Regions from separate parts of the Mus musculus genome. Here all the other regions are linked to region 1. A link is a contact called in public HiChIP or PLAC-seq and promoter capture Hi-C data. All regions are on one chromosome and are shown on one strand. The core of a region is the stretch at or near the end of the contact, and the rest is flanking DNA. Distances in the headings are between cores, read along the strand shown.

Evidence for each region. Promoter capture Hi-C pulls out the DNA fragments that hold promoters and counts their contacts. HiChIP or PLAC-seq counts read pairs in DNA pulled down with a chosen protein or histone mark.
Region 2: an H3K4me3 HiChIP or PLAC-seq map of craniofacial prominence shows a contact between it and region 1, with 7 times the contacts expected there. The contact joins two enhancer-like sites. A contact is called at or near these places in 2 of 15 datasets of contacts at CTCF or cohesin (pro-B cells and stem cell-derived epiblast-like cells), 57 of 484 Hi-C or Micro-C datasets (the AML12 cell line, the C2C12 cell line, LSK cells and 33 more) and 3 of 115 datasets of contacts at active chromatin or transcription factors (astrocytes, a beta-TC-6 cell line and craniofacial prominence).
Region 3: a contact with region 1 is called in a promoter capture Hi-C map of embryonic stem cells, with 3 times the contacts expected there. The contact joins the promoter of Rassf9 here to the enhancer-like site in region 1. A contact is called at or near these places in 10 of 39 promoter capture datasets (the 3T3-L1 cell line, the C10 cell line, cranial neural crest and 5 more), 1 of 484 Hi-C or Micro-C datasets (cerebral cortex) and 1 of 9 other capture datasets (adipose tissue).

Annotation. Positions count from the first base shown.
Region 1 is chr10:102,876,877-102,881,648 of GRCm38.p6, reverse strand. No RefSeq gene overlaps it. Among named protein-coding and RNA genes, the nearest start is that of Alx1, 150 kb to the left of the region's middle. Within about 2 kb of position 3,333, at least 19 of the 459 cell types and tissues checked have an H3K27ac peak or open chromatin away from gene starts, as enhancers often do. A contact at or near this core is called in craniofacial prominence, where this site is marked.
Region 2 is chr10:103,139,254-103,143,653 of GRCm38.p6, reverse strand. The region is part of intron 22 of Lrriq1 (leucine-rich repeats and IQ motif containing 1); the gene reads left to right. Among named protein-coding and RNA genes, the nearest start is that of Gm25376, 20 kb to the right of the region's middle. Within about 2 kb of position 2,368, at least 6 of the 459 cell types and tissues checked have an H3K27ac peak or open chromatin away from gene starts, as enhancers often do. A contact at or near this core is called in craniofacial prominence, where this site is marked.
Region 3 is chr10:102,509,672-102,514,282 of GRCm38.p6, reverse strand. Rassf9 (Ras association (RalGDS/AF-6) domain family (N-terminal) member 9) reads right to left here and starts at 2,061. Exons shown (of 2, transcript NM_146240.4): 1 at 1,699-2,061. The coding sequence starts at 1,745.

The DNA of each region.
Region 1 (4,772 bases), core at 2,084-4,583:
AAGAAAAAAAATAAAAAAAAGGTAAACAGCCTTTGGCTGTGGTTTAGCCTAGAATTCTAAGGTTCAAGAAAACATTTTTGCCACTCTCTCCTCTGTTTTTGAGGTCCTGTGATAGTTGTCTGTTTTGCCGTACACCTCATGTCTTGTCTTTTGGAGACCAGTGCATTCATATTCCATTTTCAGACTGCTAATGAAGACTTCAGTGTTATGAAATGAGATAATCTCTATGTGTTTGCAGGAACAAGTGAATTGAAACTGTGGTGTTTGCATGATATATGCAAAATGAGAAAGAAGGGAGGATTCTCAACACTTATGGCTACATACCACTTGTAACAAGTGGTTTTTTGTTTTGTTTTGTTTTGGTAACAGCAATGACATTAAAGAGGCATTTTATCTCCATTTATAAATGGTGACATGTAGCATGCTTTTGAAGGCTTGCTAACTTGCTCAAATTTGCATTTACATTGCTGCTATTAGGGAGGTGAAAAGGCTGGGTTAGCGATTGGTGCTATGGTTGCTCAGGCTCAAAGACCATACACTCTACAAATCTGTAAACCTTTCTGTCAGGCCATTAAGGTCAACCCAAGAGATTTTAGTCTGCTTACTTCTAATGAAAGTCACAAATACTATTTATTGTTTTCATAATGTATTATATATCTTATAAACTACATAGGAAATTTATCAGATTTTTTAAAAACTATGGCGGAACTAGGTAAACTCTATGCTAAAGAAAGTCAATTTTCATATGACTGCTCCATCTTTATCACACACTCACTGAGAACACTCCAACAAGGCGAGAAATGGGTTTTGATACGTTTGTGCAAATGAAGAAAACATAGCAGCTAGGAAATGAAATGATTTTTGCAGGTCTTGAAATTAGGAGACATCATGAAGGAACTCCAAGTCAAACCCTTTCCCGTATATGAATTGTTCTTTGCTAAGCAATGTTTTAGAATTATGTGGGTGTTCAGTTCCTAATGTCTTTTGCATCGTCTCTTCCTTACAAGTTTAAATAACAGTGACTGTTCCCTTTAGGGTTGTCATATAATACAGCTTTGCACATATATTGTGCTTCTGATACAAAGAGTCCTATGCCCACTGATAAAATCCAAACTGCTTTTTTTTTTTTTTTTTTTTTTTTTTTGTTGCAAAGCTCAAAATAGTCTGGACACATGATACCAGGACTGATCGTTGCTACCCATTTAAGTTACGTATTAAGTCTAAATTTAATCAAGGCCACATTTTATTTATACATTTCATGCATTAAACTCATTTAAACTTTTAGTCAGATTGCATTAGAAGAAATACCCCCGTGTACATCACGCAGCAGCAAAGCTAGTGTTGTGTGCTCCAGGAATTTGAAAGGAGCTAGAGATCGGGAGTCTGATTTCAACCTTTCTTTTTCTTTCTCTTCCCCTGTGCTTGCAGCAGGTCTGTTGTGGGGCACACAGTTTGTTTCCTAACATCACTAATATAGTCAGCATGCTATGTACAAATGTGTAAACACAGACATTCCCTGTAATCAGGGAGGTTGGTATCTTAAGGCAAGATTATGTTTTTTTTAGGAAATGCAATTTATGTTCAGGATTGGATTTCGTTTGCAGACTGATAACGTCTGGGGTTCAAGAGGATGATAATAGCATTGTATTTTAACAGCCTGCCTGGCATCTGAGACCTCCAGCCTTCTTAGGCAGTTGTGTCTTATGATCTCAAGTTAAAAGATGTTAATTCTTCCTTTCTTTGAATGATGGCCAGCATGAGTGATATGAAAATTATTTAAACCTATAAAATCTGTAGCGCGAATAAGCCACATAGTCGAATGCAAGGAAATACAGAGAGACATGGGAAAAAAATATGCAGGGACACCAGGACTAACATCCATCTTCACAAGTCAGGAAATTAAAATTTATGTCTGGAACTCTGGTACCCTTGAGGTTGAGGTTGTTGGGTGGGGACCGTGTTAGACACGATCCTTAGACTATAATCATTTTAGTCTGGTTAAGGCATTGCCCTAATATTATAAGACAAGTTAAATATATGATAAATATTCGTCCTCCTTTCAAATACAAGTTGAAATAAATCCACCCAAATACCACTTGGTATTATAGCTTTCTCTATAAATCAATCCATTCACTTAAAAAAAAAAACAAAAACAAAAACACAAAACAAAACAAAACAAAAAAGAAAACTGCTGCATGTCTTTTCCAGAGCCTTAAAAATAAATGTTAAATGTTTTTGCAAGTTTAATCATCAGTTTCCATGGCCAAAGCGCAGGTTTCCCCCAATATTAAATTCACTGGATCATTTTTACTACTCTTTGTCTTTCTCCTTCCCATTCCTTCTTCTCTTCTTCCTTCTTCTGATCTTTCGGTTTCTTTTTAAAATGTTAAGCCAGGAAAGTTGAGAGCTGAGGGCCCAGCAGCTCCTCTAAGCAGTGGATACATGTATCAGGTAAAAAAAGAAGTAAAGCTTTCTTCAGCTGAGTCTCTTCGAGTTCAAATAAATTTTAAAAAAAGTCCCTAATGAATTGAGTACCGAGAACTTTTCTTAGTGCCTCGGAGTCCTTTTTAAGCCTGGTAATAGGTACTGTGAGCGGGGAGACCAGACCACAGAAACCTCAACCTGCCTGGGTTGTGCTTGGAGCGCTGCAGCAACATTGACCGGAGCAAGCGGAGCTTAAGATCATTTGCTCAAACATATTTTCTAAACAACACGTGTGTCAATTCGAAGGACAGGTCTGGAACATGCGGTCTTGACCTGATTTTACAGCATCGGGACGCTGTATGGCATTATAATCATCGAATGTTTAGCTGTGCCCTTATAGGCACAAGTTTGTGCACAAACATTATATCTCATGATTCTTCCAAAACACTTGGAAAAAATAGTGTAGTTTTTTGTTTGTTTGTTTGTTTGTTTTTTAATAATCTTTTATTGTGGTCCTCTGCTTGCTCTACCTCAACTAAAATGATATTCGGTGCTATTAAGACTATTTATTTAATGAGAATGTTTCCGTTTGGCATGTACCATAACGAGTACGGATTTTTTTTTTTTTTTTTTTTTGTTGCTGCTGTTGCTGCTCATTAAGTGTTTCTGACAAAGAGCTAAAGTATTGGGAATCAGAAGCTGAACTGGAGACAGTTCACATCACTTTAGCTGCAGTCTTGTTGTCTTAACTGGGGAGTAAAATATTAGCCCTGCCTAACCTACCTTTTCCATTAGGTGTAAAAAACACTCTCTACAAGTGGAGAATATGAAAGCCAGCTCTCGACTGATTGCTTGCATGTTATTCCTATGCACGCCCATTGTCATAAGCTGGCGCTGGGCGAGCCCCTGATTCTAACCATATGCTGTAGGCAGAAAAGCTTGGAGGAGTTTCCTCTAGGGTGCCAGCACCAAGTCCTGCTGGATCCCCAGGCTCCGGGAGAAAATGAAAACTGCAAGTTCTCCCGTGATGAGATTTCATCCAGATGGTCCGTGAGTTTATATATTAAATAATGAATTCTGGACGTTTAAGTAGTGTCTTTAAATTGTAAAGTCCATATAAATTTGTCCACTGGAGGGCGCACGAAGGCCATAATACTGAAGCCAACTCTCAGGCCGGAAACTGAAAATCTAATTTAAAATATATCACTTGAGTGGATTAATTCATAACTACTGTAATTCTAATAAGATTACTAATTTATAGTGTCAAACGACATTCAGACCTCTGCTCTGGCTTTCTCTTAAGCAGCCTGCTGAGCTGTTGAAAAATAATTCAACATTCGGGAACGTAAAGAAACTTAAGGTACACAGCTAATAATCTGGAATTCAAAAAAATAAAGACTAAAATTATTTTTTTGAATGTGTGTATTGACTCCAATTGTCAGGACAATTTCTGTGCAACAAAGCAGAATAGGTATATTACGTCAGCCAATTACCTACAACACAGCATGACTCACTCTATGAACTTCAATTTAAAAAAAGAAAGATGAATCTCTGTTGGAAGGCATTGAGACTAAATACGCATTACTTTGTGTCTAACGAATAAACATCATTAATGTGATCTACAAGGCAATGCCTTTGTGAAGTTTTATTTACCCTAAGAAAGTGCCTGTGCGTGTATGCTCAAACAATTCATAGAATACTCATAGAATACTCATCAATGAATTTGAGGCTTATATTCACTTTATTTTATTGGAGATCTTTCAAAGGGAATCTCAGTATGGAATGTTAGTTCACATCAGTATTGCCTTTTCTTGCTCTGTTTGATTTTTGAGACAGGATATGTTTTCGGGGGAGATGTGGCTGCTCTGGAACTCACTCTGTAGACCAGACTAGCCTTGAACTCAGAAATCTGCCTGCCGCTGCCTCCCAAGTGCTAGGATTAAATGACTGAGCCTTGTAAGCCTAAACTCATCATTGTCTTTTGGAGGTCTGGCTTTCTTACATTGGGGAACTCTGATTTGGAGAAACCTGCTGTTCTTTACTTTGTCTAATGAACCGTGCTGATCACCCAGGAGACAGAGCACTGTGAGGTCTTTCTCTATTGGTTTAACAATTTCATTACATTTCTGTAATGGAGTCCTGTGATTGTTTTACTCTCTCTCTTGCTCTACAAATGGAGGCTGGAACTGTACAGCGCTTTCAGGTAGAAAAGACCTCCTTAAGACAGAAAGGGGGCTTTCAGGTAGACATGTGTTGGCAGTAAAGAAGTAATTAGTCTTTTGCAATTAACAGGTCATCAGTCTGAGTAAAATGACTGGTGCAGCCAGAATGCACTACTAGCTATTGTT
Region 2 (4,400 bases), core at 1,119-3,618, 260 kb before region 1:
AGAAATGCTTTTTAATACATAAAATACCTTTCATATCAGTCAGTAGCCATTGATAAATTTATGGTAACTTATTTTTCTTTTTTAAACATATAATTTTTCTTAGTGTGATATTAGTTATTTTAATTTCTATGTTGCATCCTTTTGAGATAACTGTAATTTTGTATACTGTTTTTCAAAAACAAAGCATTGAACATTTAAACATTTTTAAATGAATTTAAGTAAGTACAATGCTCTCCCCTTGACTATGCCTGCTATCCACTCATTTTGTAAACCACTATGAAGGTTATCTGCTCTGAACCAAACCATTTCATGGCTACTTCAGTGAAACAGGAACTCAAAACCCGGAGAGTTTTGAAGCTCAGCCTGAGTAGGTGGAATAAAAGGCTGTAACTAAGGTTTTCAATAATCTTCTTTATTTTATTTTATTTTTTTGGTTTGTTTCATTATCCTTCTACATGAATTTCAGAAGGAGCTATTTTACGAATAATACAAAAGTATATGGAACTCCCCAAGTTCAAAGGCAAAATAAGGTTGAGAACTGACCCAGTCAAAATTCCATGCCTATTTCTGCTAGGTCTTCTTCAAAAAGAAATAACACCATGTTTGCAGTCCCCTCCCACAGTGAGAACTGAGAAAACGTTTATGTCAATAGAATTTGTACAGGATTCTGCCATTCAGAAGGCCATTCTTCCTGCCGATATCATCAAAACTTTATGTGAGAAATTTTGATCAATTAGCCTGTTAAATATGTTTCAGCAAAGGATTCACCAAGCAATATTGACATAGTTGTAACTTTTCCTTTCTTGCTCTTTTACTTACTTGTTTTGCATTTGTGGTCACACCTAGATATAATTAAGGAAAAAAAAAAAGTTTCTTTTATCAGTCACAAGGGGGCATGATAGGGTCAAAAATAGAAAGGGAAAAACCCACAGTGAAACTTGTAACTCCATTTTTAACTTAATGTTTTGGCAATGCTGAATAAGCATAACGTGTTAGGTAAAGTCGTAGGTGACAATTGTACAATTGTGATGTTTTAGATGGAGATCATCAACTGTCTGCAAAATCCCAATAGACAATTTACCACGGGGGCGGGAGGGGGGATTTTAAATCACTTTGTCACAGATTTGTTGTAGATTTTCTTTCTTTCTTTTTTTAACATCAATAAATTAAAGACACAAAATCAATTTGACTTTAAAATCTGACTGCCTAAATACAGAATTTACTGATGAGCCTTTTATGGTTCTCATGGTTCTCCTCTATACCCTCCAGACAGTAGACAAATCAGTTAGAATAAGAGAGGGTTAAAAATGAGAATAAGCCAGGCAGTGGTGGCGCACGCCCTTAATCCCAGCACTTGGGAGGCAGACACAGGTGGATTAGAGAAACCCTGTCTTGGACACCCCATCCCCTCAAAAAAAAATGAGAAGAAAGAGAGAGGAGGGAGGGAGGGAGGGAGAGAGAGAGAGAGAGAGAGAGAGAGAGAGAGAGAGAGAGAGAGAGAGAGCATCCTGAGTGAATTTATTTATATTTTATTTTATTTATCTTCTATTATGTTCATGGCACTTATGTTATGTTCATCTCAGAGTAAATTATTTGATGATAATTTACTCAGATTGTGATGGGATTTCTTTTAGAAATTAAAATTTAATCAAGCCATTTTACCTTTCCAGTTTTCATGGTGAGGTGTCATTAATTTACTTGAAAATAACCATGATTTAAAATTTTAGCCACTGATGTTCTAAAACAAATCTTAAGTATTTACTTAAATATCTACACTCCGCTAAACCTGAAAATGTTTACTTAGGAGAGTTAACATATTAATGGGGATACTAAGCACATCTTATACAGAAAGTTTGCCAACGTGAAAATTGGAAGCCATGAGAGGGCAGCATTGTCCACAAAAGTACTGTAAGAATCGCTAGTTCTGTTGGCTGAGGGTGTCAGGATGGATATCAGAGACAGGATCTGGTAAGAAAATGGAGTCGACTCTATTCTGCATTCTAACAGAGCTGTCCTCAAGGAGGCCTAGCATTCATACAGAGTAGAGGAACATTAAATACCAGTCATGGCTGATCAAGAGAAAATACTTCATATTTCCCGTTCGTATTTTTATATGTTTGTATTGGCCAAGAAATATGAATTGAAAATATCTATTTAATGCAAAAATGAAAACATGGCAGAGGCAGAAAGTCCACCGATTTCAGACAGCGGTGGGTGATGGAATAAATTGCCAAGAGATGGGGAATAAAAACTGCCGAAGAAACTGGTTAATCAAGAAACAGAGTTGAGGAGCAACAAGGGAGCAAAGTTTGTGGACAGAGGTTAGGGAAACCCCAGTGCTGATGAAACCTGCTGGTATAAATCAGGCTGTCTGCTTTGAAGAGCAGCAGGATCCAGTGTCTTGCCTAGCTGAGATTGCAGGCCTCCGAAGCAAGCCTGGTTTATTTCATCTTACTTCTTTGTTACTAAATATTATTTGCATAGAAAAAAGATAAAGAGAAGCTGAAGAGGGAAGAATGGAAAGATGGTAGAGGAATTGCTTGGTGGTCTTGATAGGCAGTCTAAAATTTTGTGACTTTATTATTGTTTACTTAGTTGACATTTGGATCTGGGTTGTTTTTGTTTTACCTAGTAAGTAATTTTCTCTCCTTGTGATTGACATCAGCTAAAACAGTAGTGACTAGTCCTGTTCCGTGTATTGTCTGTCAGTTTGTTTTGCTGTCCTCCTCCACGCAAAAGAGATTTCAGAATTTGGTGACCAGAACTGGAGTTATCAGATACTGAGGGAAGTTTAAGATTCAGAACCGCCATAAAGAACACCGTATGTAAGGCGAGAGGCCCAAGTCTATTGAAAACATGCTGGGTCAATAACCTGAGGGGAGCGAGCATATTTGGAAGTAAGACTAGATGAGCAGGCTAGGGAAAGGGAGTGGGTGGCTGGTTTTGATGCCTAGCACGCCTTAGAAGCTCTAAGTGGAGAGACTTGGGTGCATAGACGCTGGCAAAATCTAAGGGTAGAAAGTGTAGAATGCATGTTTCTATCTGTATATCAAATTTATACATGTTGGACTTGCTTTTATAATTAAAAAAAGGTGAAAGCAGGTCTATATTTTTTGAAGAAAGAGTGACACAGAAGGATCAAAATGATTCACCAGCTCTTTTAATTCCTGAATGTATCAAGTATATGATTCTTGTTCAGTGGGTAGTTGCTAGCTTTACTTTCAATAAAACAGGCTTAAGCCAACTTTGTATTATTAAATCATATCCTAGAATTAAGCAATGCAGAATATTTTAACACACTCATTTTATGTGCTTTAAGGGGATGAAGAGTTGTGGGAAAGGGGCTTCCAAAATAATAATACAGCTAATGAATTTTTAAATAAGAGAGATCAAGAATGATCAAGAATGACAAAACCTGAGCAAAATGAGATTTACTTAAGATTTACTTTATTTATGTCGAAACGTCTAGAAATAATAAGAATTTGAGTCAAATACTACTCTGTTGTGCTTCAAAAACAATAATAGAATTCACTCTGAATTATAAAGCAGTTGAGTCTCTCTACCTATAAAATTTCCAGAATCCACTAACATATCTGGCACCTGATTCAACATTAAAGTTATGAATAAACATTGAAAATTATGTATTTTTGGCTTTGTGGATCTTTAGTAAATTGCAGATTTATATTTGGGAAGTTAAATTTAAATTAGTACTTGTATATGCAAACAAATATTGGTGTTAATGTGGTTCAAGAGGCCAGAGTCCATCCCAATCCAAACTTAGCAGTGTTTTCCCAGTGGTGCTGGTCTTAGAGACATGATGGACACAAGAGAGTCTGGATTTTCACTCCATGGTCTCATGCTAAGAATGTGACAAAGGAGTTCCTATATGAAGACCCTGAAAAGGGGGGGGGGTGGGAAGACCATTGTGTGAATGTATTAGAGTGAGTCTGACTTCAGAGGATGCTCTAAGATATTGGCTGTGGACTATCTGCCAAGAAGGGCTATGTGTAGGGAATGGAGCCATGGGAACAGAGCCATCCAGAGACAGATGTATGTTGCAGGGGGCAAAGCTGCAGGGAAAGATCTACCTAGCCCTTTGAAATGAAAGTACTGAACAGCAGACATGAAGCTGTAGGATTTGGTGTTTGCCTTGCTTGGATCCAGTCTTGCTAGTATTACTTTGCTATGCCCCCAGTCTTCCTTTTTAGAAATATATATATATATATATATTTCTAAATACATACATACATACATATATATATATATATATATATATATTCACACATATATTTCTATGTCATTGTATGATGGAAGTATGTAATTTGTGTTTTTATTTTACAAAAGGTTGCAATTAAGAGATTGCCTTGAATCAACAGAAGAGACTTTGAACTTTCAAGCAG
Region 3 (4,611 bases), core at 812-3,311, 370 kb after region 1:
TTCTGTTCTTATCTCTTCATCACAATTTTTGAGTTTAAAGTATCCTGCTGAGAGTGTTTGTTTTATGGCTAGACCAGAAGGCTCAGTCACAGAAGCAACACAATGGAAACAGACTATGGAGTTTGATAAAGGACATTCAGGGGTGCATTCAAAGGTTTTAGTGCTCTCTTCTTGGTACACAAGTGATGAAATCCATAAACTGGTGAAGCACTCTTCACAACCAACAATTCCGAAGACAGGATTTGGTTGCAGAAGCACAATTTGTTAAAAAAAAAAAGAAAAAAAAAACAATAAACCCAAAATACTTTTTACACAATTTCATAGTGTTTAAAGAAATATGAAAATGCTACAGTAGTAACCCAACTAGAATCCACAGCTGAATTGAGGCAGGGAAGCTGGAGTTGGTTTATCTGGAATATTATTAAAGACCTTGTCACTACTAATACATGAAGCTAGTTGTAATGGTTATCACAAGCTATTAAAATGAACTGAAACCATTGTCTCGTAACATGTAATAAAGCATCCTGATTTAAAAAATACAATATTTATCATATTTGTCACACAAGTAACACATACAAGTGATTAAGACGGCTTCACAGTATATACTATAGCTTTTGTAGTTTCTTAAAGAAATTCAATCAACTAAATCAAGTAGATATTCGTGTACAAAACAGAGGCGCGCAGAATCACGTTAAAGTCGTATTCCTGTATTATCAGGCAGACACTTTAAAATAATTATATCATTTCCTACCTTGTAATTGTATCCATTTAAATTTACACTAAGCAGAAGATGACAAGCGCAAACAGGCATAATGAAGAGGAGAGAAGAATGGCTGGAAAGCCCATTTTATTATATCTGCCAAAACAGATATATTAAAAAAATAAATCCTGTCTCAAATAATCATTTCATTGTTTGCATAAAATGTAATATTTGAGTATAAGTAAATTAGTTATGGTAGTGAAATATATAGATATTATCCCATTATTCCAAATCCCCCCTTCCAATCTCTCTCTCTCTCTCAGTATGCAGAGTACATGCATTAACTCTAAGTATAGTGGCAATAATAAAGTGAAGCACATAGCTGCTTGTCTCCTCTTTGAACGCCTAAGCCACCTAAAGTTCTCAAAGACACACAGTCCATTAAGAGCTCCTTCTGGGAATGTTCGCAATTGGGAACTTTCCAGATTTTAGAAATGCTCCACTCTTAGAGGGGACCAAAGCATTGTTTCCAGATTGTATCAGCAGTTGTACTTTTTTTTTTTAATTTTTCCTTTCAATAAGTGATTAGAAATCCTAGTTGTATCTTTCCCAAACTCTTAAGCTTTTTCAAAAAGAGATATTCTAATGCAACGCTTAAACTAAACCAGATCTTGTGATTCTTCTCTCCCCAAAAGTTCAAGACAAAGTAAAGAGAAAATGTTAGTGTTAGTTAGTGTACTCAGACTGCCATAAAGGGAAAAGAGAGTTAAAAATCAGTCATGATTTCCCATGATCCTTGTTCGGGATACGTCCATCGTCAATACAGGACCTATGGTCTGAAGAGCTAGCTGGGTCTTCATTCTAGATCCCGACCGACTCGCCAAACAGTTCTCATCAGAACCAAAGGCTTAGGGAACTGAATCCAACACACACACACACACACACACACACACACACACACACACACACACACGCACTCATTTTTTTTTTTTTTTTACCTGTTTTTATGTCGTGTCTTCAGTAAGTTTCTTCCAAAGGGAGCCATGGTCTGTCCGGCAAGGCAAGCAAATAACACAGTCCTTATCTCAAAGTAATCTGGGCCCTGGGAGGGGTGTCTGGGTCTCTCTGGTGAAAGGAGGAAGGCTGGAGGCTTCCTTTTCAACTCCTCAGATGTTCCTTGCTTTCAAGCTCATTAGCAGCTGGCTGAGAGAGTTGCTGGAAGTTGTGCAATTGCTGCCTAACTTTGAACTGCGGGATTGTTGTGGCTGCTGTGCCTAGGGAGACCAGCCCAGCTTCAGCCTGGAAGAAGGTGTGTGTTTGGAAGCTCAAAAGATAGAGGAGAGGGAGGAGAGAGAGGGAGAGAGGAAGAGGGAGAGTCAGAGAGGGAGGAAGGGTGGAGAGGAGGGAGGAAGGGAAAGAGAGAGGAAGGGAGGGAAGGAAGGAGGGGAGAGCCTCTATTGTGTGTTGTAGCTATTTGCCAACTAGCTAAACTCTAAGACCTGCCAACCCTACAGGCATGGTAATAGCCATGGAATGGGAATTGCACTCGACTTGGAACCCCCCCCCCCCTTTCCTGCTTTCCACACCCAGCCACACAAGGTGTACACACATAAAAGATTTAAAGCTACCCCCCTCCCCCCTGCGGCCTCCTGCCAGCCAGCTCCAGTCAGTGAAAAGTAATCTGATCTTGGCAAACAGGAATGAGCAGGAGGAACGCTTCCCCTACCTACTCCATACACACAAAATAAAAACCCTCCCCTTCCCTGAATGCAAGCGTGGTAAGGCCAGTTGAGCAGTGCAGCAACTAAGAAAGCAGGTTCCCTGGCTCTCCATTAAAAAACAAAAAAGGGTGGGGAAACCGTGAAGGACCAAGGGCTGCTGGGTTAACTGATCACTGCCCAATGATATAGCTGGCTTCCTAAGGTGCTGGCATCCGTCAGCCTTTGGAGACCACATGCTGTGTCTCAGGGACCTTGGGAGTGCCCTAGGAAAAGTGAGCTGCTTGCCATCACCACCTTTAACTACTGAACAGTAGAAGGAGTCTATGGAACTAAAATTGGTATACTATCAAAATGTGTGTGTGTGTGTGCGTGTGTGTGTGTGTGTGTGTGTGTGTGTGTGTGTGTCTGCTGGTATGTAAAACTTTAACCTATGACCTGGACGAGACAGACAGACAGACACAGGAGCTATAAAATGTGTGTGTGTGTGTGCGTGTGTGTGTGTGTGTGTGTGTGTGTGTGTGTGTGTCTGCTGGTATGTAAAACTTTAACCTATGACCTGGACGAGACAGACAGACAGACACAGGAGCTATAGGAGGATAAGTGTCCAGGGGAAAGTTCCTGGAGGATTTACTCTGAGCCTTATTTTGAAGAATCTGCTATCACCCCCCACCCCCCCACACACACACCAGCAATGACTCCCTAAAACACAACCCAGTTCCTAATCACATGCCTGTGGGGTTGGGAGGGAGGGAGGAGGGAGGGAAAAATGGGCTTGCCGGCCTTACAATTTCCCTTTTCAGGCTGATGTCTTGAGTCCCAGCAAAGCACACAGATGGACACTGTTTTCTATGGAAATCCCGTCTGGACAGCAGCATCAGCAAGCAAGACATGGTTGGAAGGAGTCGTTTTATTCTTGTACACACTTCAATGTTCAGGATTTCAAAGTGATAGGAAGACCCATTTTCATTATGTAATCACAACTTCATTTGTAGGATATATATGCATATGTTTTTATTTAACTAAAATTATATTTTTCTTTATAATCTTATCTAAGATATGCATGTGCCCGTGAACCATTATAAATTTGGAAAGTATAAATGCAGTGTTACAATTTAATTATATTTTATATAACTGAACTGTTATATAGAACTGTTTAAGAATATCTAACCATTTTTAACTCTAGAAAAAGCGTTTTCAATAATACAGGTGCCAATTGCATATTTTGTTTTTCTTTCTGTATAACTTCATGAGAAAAAATGTGCATTTTTCATGCTTAGTATTTTTATATGCATGCATTTTCTATGTAATAAAAACTACATAATCTGAGGTATACTTCGGTCTCCTTTCCTTGCTAACACATATAATGGTTTGTCACTAGGGAAGTTTCTCTAAGGTATTCTAAATTGAGTTTCTATAGATGTACTGTTTACATATTAATTTTAACAAATTGTAAAAATGTTTTCATTTGCTAATTAATGTCTTTGTGTATCCTATCCTTTTGGTTTCTACCTTTATTGGCATTCTTTGTATAAATATGTATGTGTGTACACTATATTGTTAGGAAGGACTTCTAATGGAGGAAGAGGAAACATTCCATCTTCACTAGCATAACCTTTCTGCTGCTTTCAAGTTATCACAAATGAGTTACCTTTAAGAGGTTATTATTTCTCACATAAAACATCCTATTAATACTCTTCATAACAAGCTCTTTCATGTCAAAGAGTTAAACACAGAGAGGTTTGTATATATTAAGCAGTTGCATCTTTATTTGTCAATTATGTATCAATAATGATGGGGAACAACACAAAATGTTACCATCCCTCAGTTATTAAAAGCAGAAAGAAATACAAAATATGAGGCATATTACTTTAATGGAATATGAAGAAAGTAGCAAACCTAACTCTATCCCTAAAAGACAACAACAAATGTATGCTTTATAAAGTCTGATCCACTGGCAAGAAGACATTGTATATGTAATTGGAAAGGAAACTTTATTCTGATTTTATATATTTGCCTGGTTTTTAATATTCAGATGCTCTCCTCTGCTAATAACATGGTCAGAAAAATCATATTCTACATGTGCAGTATAAGAGATATGGACTTTTGTGGATGAACATATTTATGTACAACAATAATCTTCAAAATATTCAACATTGAAGCCAAATTTATTTGAGTTATATAATTTATCAG